2 separate regions of the Sus scrofa genome follow, and region 1 is linked to region 2. The links are chromatin contacts, called in public HiChIP or PLAC-seq maps. All regions are on one chromosome and are shown on one strand. The core of a region is the stretch at or near the end of the contact, and the rest is flanking DNA. Distances in the headings are between cores, read along the strand shown.

Evidence for each region. HiChIP or PLAC-seq counts read pairs in DNA pulled down with a chosen protein or histone mark.
Region 1: an H3K27ac HiChIP or PLAC-seq map of skeletal muscle shows a contact between it and region 2. The contact joins the enhancer-like site here to the promoter of YPEL2 in region 2. A contact is called at or near these places in 4 of 5 promoter capture datasets (fetal liver, liver and skeletal muscle), 14 of 47 Hi-C or Micro-C datasets (alveolar macrophages, embryonic fibroblasts, epiblast stem cells and 8 more) and 2 of 2 datasets of contacts at active chromatin or transcription factors (alveolar macrophages and skeletal muscle).

The regions. Positions count from the first base shown.
Region 1 is chr12:35,684,824-35,687,523 of Sscrofa11.1, forward strand. No RefSeq gene overlaps it. Among named protein-coding and RNA genes, the nearest start is that of DHX40, 95 kb to the right of the region's middle. Within about 2 kb of position 1,263, at least 13 of the 83 cell types and tissues checked have an H3K27ac peak or open chromatin away from gene starts, as enhancers often do. A contact at or near this core is called in alveolar macrophages, retroperitoneal adipose tissue and skeletal muscle, where this site is marked.
Region 2 is chr12:35,571,795-35,574,494 of Sscrofa11.1, forward strand. YPEL2 (protein yippee-like 2) reads left to right here and starts at 1,354. Exons shown (of 5, transcript XM_003131686.6): 1 at 1,354-1,834.

The DNA.
Region 1 (2,700 bases), core at 13-2,512, 110 kb after region 2:
TTCCCTAATTAGCTACTGTTTGAACATGTCCTTTGAAACTCAGGGAAGGTCGTGGAAGCTGAGGCTTATTCCCCAAAAGCAGAAAATAGGGGACACAGAAAGGCTTGTATGCCTAGGAGCCCCACAGGTCCGGCTTCAGTTTAACAGCATTTGTGGTTTTGTGATCAGTTTTTTCAGTTAGGATAATGTCTTCAAGCTTCATCCATGTTGTAGCTTTATCAGAATGTCCTTCCTTTTCAAGGCTAAATAATATTCCATTATCTGTATATATTTTATTTTGTTTACCATTTGTCCATCAGTGGACATTTGGGTCTCTTCCATGTCTTAGCTGTTGTGAATAATGATGCTATGAACATGGGTATAGAGTCATTCTTTTTTCCCTTTCTTTTTCTTTTTTTTTTTTTTTTCTTTTTAGGGCCACACCCATGGCATATGGAAGTTCCCAGGCTAGGGGTCGAAACCAAGCTATAGTCGCCAGTTTATGCCACAGCGACAGCAATGCCAGATCTGAGCTGCATCTACAACCTACACCACACTCAAAGCAACATTGGATCTTTAACCCACTGAGCGAGGCCAGGGATCTAACCTGAATCCTCACAGACACCATGTCAGATTCTTAACCTGCTGAGCCATAGGGGGAGCTCCTAAATGAATTTTCTTTAATATGTCAGGTCTCTTGTTGACTCCTCATTAAGAAGAGGGAATTTGCTGTTGTTTGGAGCGAAATGTCTGTTCCATTTAGCGTCTTTGTCTGGGAGCAATGGCCTCTTGAATATAAACTGAGAGCCAGAGCCAAGACATTCATTTGTAAAGCTCAAGTATTGATTTGGTGATGCCATTCTCTTCCCTGATGCTATTCCTATCCACTCAAATTATCTCTGTGAATACAGGAACCATTTTTCCCCGGGTGTGCTGGGCAGCTGGTGACAAGCTCCTGGCTGATAGGCTCTGACAGAGATGAACAGTCAGCTGCTCCTGGGCAATCCGGCCTTCCCTGCCAGAGTGTTGCTGGGCAGAGAGGAATTTGTAGCTCTGAAGCCAAAGGGCAGCACCCACCAGGACAGCCTCAGGGCCCCATCCTGATCTCAGTGACCTGCCATAGAGCTCAGATGAGAGACTGAGTCCTTGAGCTTATGATGGAATTCTAAGGACTTATTTAAAGGGTATTATCTCCTCATTATGATCATATTTCTCTACTGGACTCTCCAGTTTACTTGTGGCGCTTTAGAAAGCTGTGGGAGGGTCGGGTCTCCTTGTGTGCTTTCCCACAGGCATCCACTGGGGGCGCTCTCACACGCTCCATTTTATTCTCACCGTTTCACCTCTAGCACAACTCTGGTTTTCAGATACCTTTGTGATGAGGATCGGATTACAATCATACCAGCTTATTTGGAAAGTAAACCCTGAAACTCTGCATTTCATCTTCTGTGCAACCGCGTTTGCTTGGCAAACTAAATCTAGACAGACAGAGGAACCACGAAGTTCCCCATTTTCATGTTAATTCCTGCCCTTCAAGGATGATTAACTTTATCTAGAAACTGAAAACACATTTGGGCTAATCGTTTATGAGATCTGATTAAGAGCTTTGCAGAGATTTGCACCACTTTAGAAAGGCTCTAGCAACTGAGGAGGGCACGCATGTAAGGAATTTCCTTTTTTAAAGAAGAGCCAGAGTCACAGCCAACTACACAAGAAAGGGTGAAGAACTGCCTCCCCCCATTTAAAAAAAAAAAATTTTATTGAGAAGTAGGTTGATTTACAGTGTTGTGTTGAGGATCTGACTTTTTGAATCCAAAGAAAAAAAAATGTTTGCATATTGGTGAGCACATTTGAAGAATGCCCATGATTAATCCAAAATATGTAGCATGAGATGTGGTTATATGTGTGTGCAGCCACTGCAGTGTGTGACATGCTAGAGGGAACCAATGAAAGTCTGGAGACATGCATAAGATAATAAAGTATCTGTAAGCCACTGCCTGGAATTTACAGTTTACCCCTCATCTGTCCACTAGAAAGGGCTTTCCCTGTCTTTTCCCTCTTCATTCACATATACTTATCAATATCTCGCCACTCATAGGAAGATTGTCTGGGCTGAACCCTCTTAACTGTAATCCTTTTTTTTTTTTTTTTTTCTTTTTCTTTTTCTTTTCTTTTTTTTTTTGGCTTTTTAGGGCTGAACCCACAGCATATGGAAGTTCCCAGGCTAGGGGTCAAATTGGAGCTGCAGCCACTGACCTACGCCACAGCCACAGCAACACCAGATCTGAGTCCTGTCTGCGACCCACACCACAGCTCACGGCAACGCCAGATCCTTAACCCGCTGAGTGAGGCCAGGGATCGAAACTGCGTCCTCATGGATGCTAGTCGGATTCATTTCTGCTGAGCCACAATGGGAAATCCTGTAATCATTCTTTTATACCCTCTCAAGATGTGTGTTGTATGTGGAAGTTCCTGGTCCAGGGATCAAACTCAAGCTGCTGTAGTGACAGCACTAGATCCTTAATCTTCTGCACCACAAGGGAACTCCAATAATGCATTTCTTTTTTGGGGGGGGGGACACACCCAGGGCATATGGAGTTCCCAGGCTAGGGGTCATATCAGAGCTGTAGCTGATGGCCTACACCACAGCCACAGCAATGCCAGATCCGAAGTGCATCTGTGACTTACATATACCACAGCTGACAGCAATGCTGGATCCTT
Region 2 (2,700 bases), core at 104-2,603:
TCCACTGATGGGAAGAGGTGATCTGGCAACACCAATATTCACTAGGAGAATATAGCCTGAAATGTTGTAACAAGTTTGACTTCCTGGCCCTGCTTAGATTTTAGAGGGGGAAGGGACTTTAGAGATGATCCTATTTCAATCTTTGTTTTAAACAGTGGAAACTAAGGCCTAGAGAGATAAAGAAATATGCCCACATGGCAGATCAGGGCAGAAATCAAGCTCTGGATCACCTAAAGAATCTACCACCTCTAAAGATTAATTATTAAACCTTTCTTGGTCATGAATTTTTCTTATCTGAAAAGCATTTTTTTTTCTGTTTTAGATTTTCCAAGTTTGTTGCTTGTGAACAGTGACCTGTTCCTGCTTACAGAGAACTGCAGATTTGATGGGGTTTTTTTTGTTTGTTTGTTTTTTACTAACATTAGGACTGGATTCATATCAAACCATGCAATATGTATTAACTGAATACAATCTGAACACAAAGTATATTAACTGAATCACATCTATTTTAAAGACAGCTGGGTGGAGTTCCGGTACCTGGGTACCTGGTTTGAGGCATCTGGGGACCTACCCCAGTGCCATTCTCCCTTTATGAGCAAACCAGTGTGTAGAAGGAGATTGAAGTCAGCAGCACCTCCGGAAACATCTCACATTCTGACAGCAACTCAATAAAACATGGGGCTTCCTACTGCTTTCTGAGGGACTGCAGAACCACAGTGGGCAGCTGAAAAGGCTGGGCTGCTCTCTGCCCCTGATCCCTGACAGCATTCTTTCCGAAATTGACCTGTTTTCTTGCTGGGAGACTGTCCCACCCCACCCACCTGGTGCCTCCCTAGATTTCCTGACTGCCCTGGGCTGTTTTTTAACCTTCTCTTCCTTGAAAAGCACCACTCCACTGACCCAGAACGTGGGTGCCTCCCCTGTGGTCACTGACCATCCTATTCTCCTGGGCGAATCATTTCTCTCCAAAAGCATCGGGAAATCGCCAGCAATTGGGGGCTAGTTGCCTTATAAGTCCCCCGAATGTGTCTTTCCCACTTTTAATTAGCTACATTTAAGCAGAGCAGAGAGAAAAGGGGGAAATGCCTCGCTTTTGAGTAGGGCCTGGCTAGGGTCCTGTCGGGCTGTCACCATCTTTATTAAACTCAACTCCTGCGGGTCCCGAGAGCCTTTTCAGGTAACTTAGACTCTGAGTTAGGGATGGCTAAGGCGTGAGCCGGGAGTTACTCTCTTGGCCGCCCCAAGTAGGAGAAGCACTGTAAAGCCTCTCCTCTCCCTTCCCCGGGTTCTGAAAATCCCAGCCTTGACCTGGGGACAAACTCCAAACTCAAATAAACGGTCTCCTCCTGGGCGCCGAGAGAGCCTACCCAACCACATCACCCTTTCTCCCTGTTGCGCCGGCCAGCTGCCCTGCTTGGACAGGCTCCACTGGCTGAGCCTCAGCGGGCCAGACTGGGCACCCGCCGCACTCCCCGCACCCAAGCCCGGCCGGGCCCGAGGGGTGGGGGTGTGGGGGGTGGGAGGTAGGGGAAGCAGGGGGCGGAGTTCCGTCCTTCGCTGATTGGCTCAGGGCGGATGGGCTGCGGCCGGGCCGAGCCAACCCGCGACGTGTTGCTATGTGCTGAGCCGAGGGGATAGGCGCGGGGGTGCGTCCGTCACCGGGCAGCCCCCGGCCCCAACCCGGAGGGATGCGGAGTGGCGGCGGCGGCAGTGGCGGAGACTGTGGCTTTAAGAGCGCGCCCAGAGCCCGGGATCCGGCCGGGCGGTCCTTCGCTGCTGCGCACCCCCGCGGAGCCGAGCTCAGCGCTGGCCGGACGGGGCTGCCTGCTGCCGGGTAAGCAGATGCGAGCGCTGCGCGGGCCGGGCGTGCGTGGGCGTGGGACGCGCTGTCAGTTCGGGCGCCCGGCCCCGGGCACTGGGCTCAGGTCCCGTGGCTCCTGCGGCCCGGCTTCTCCAGAGCGCGCGGCGCCCTCTGCCCCTCGCAGCCGAGGCGGGGTCTGGCTGGGGGGGGGGTCTCCCCGGGGGGCCGCGGGCTCAGGGGGCGGGGAGCAGGCCGCCGGGGCCACGTGACCGGTTTGTTTACAAACACTGCGGAGCTCAGGCGGCGGCCCGCGGCGGGAGCCCAGGTGGCCCGGGTTCCCCGGTCGGGGCTGAGGACCTGTGTGGCGAGCCAGGCTAGTCTGGGGCGCGCGGCTAGGCGGCGAGGGTAGGGTGGAGGGAACCTGGAGACTCAGTTGCTGCTGCTTCCTTAGCGTAGTTCCCGTAGTTCAAACTCCGTGGGGGGCAGGGTAGGGACTACGGGCGTTTTCTGTCTCCGAGGACGCTAAGTCTCCGCAGGAGACACTGGATCTGGGGGCGCCGCCCTCAGTGCCCCCGCCTTCGGGGGACTGGCCGCCCTCGAAACTCCCAGGAGCGCTTGGCCAGCTCCGGGCCGAGGTAACCGCAGCCGAGTTCCTGCCTGGCCGCTTCCCGGCGCCTCCCCAGTGCCCTTGCCAAGGGGGTGGGCGCGAGTGCTCTCCTGCCCGCCGGAATGTAGGGGCCTCTCCAGCGAGTACCTCCCAGGAACTGGTGCTGAGGGGCAGCCCCAACCTCTCACTGCTTCAAGTTCATCCTCCTTGGCCACTGACCTCTCTGGGTGCCTTTATCCAAGTGGTGGTTTTTCTCTCTTTGACGGGTGGGGGGGAACCACCTGTTCTTTTG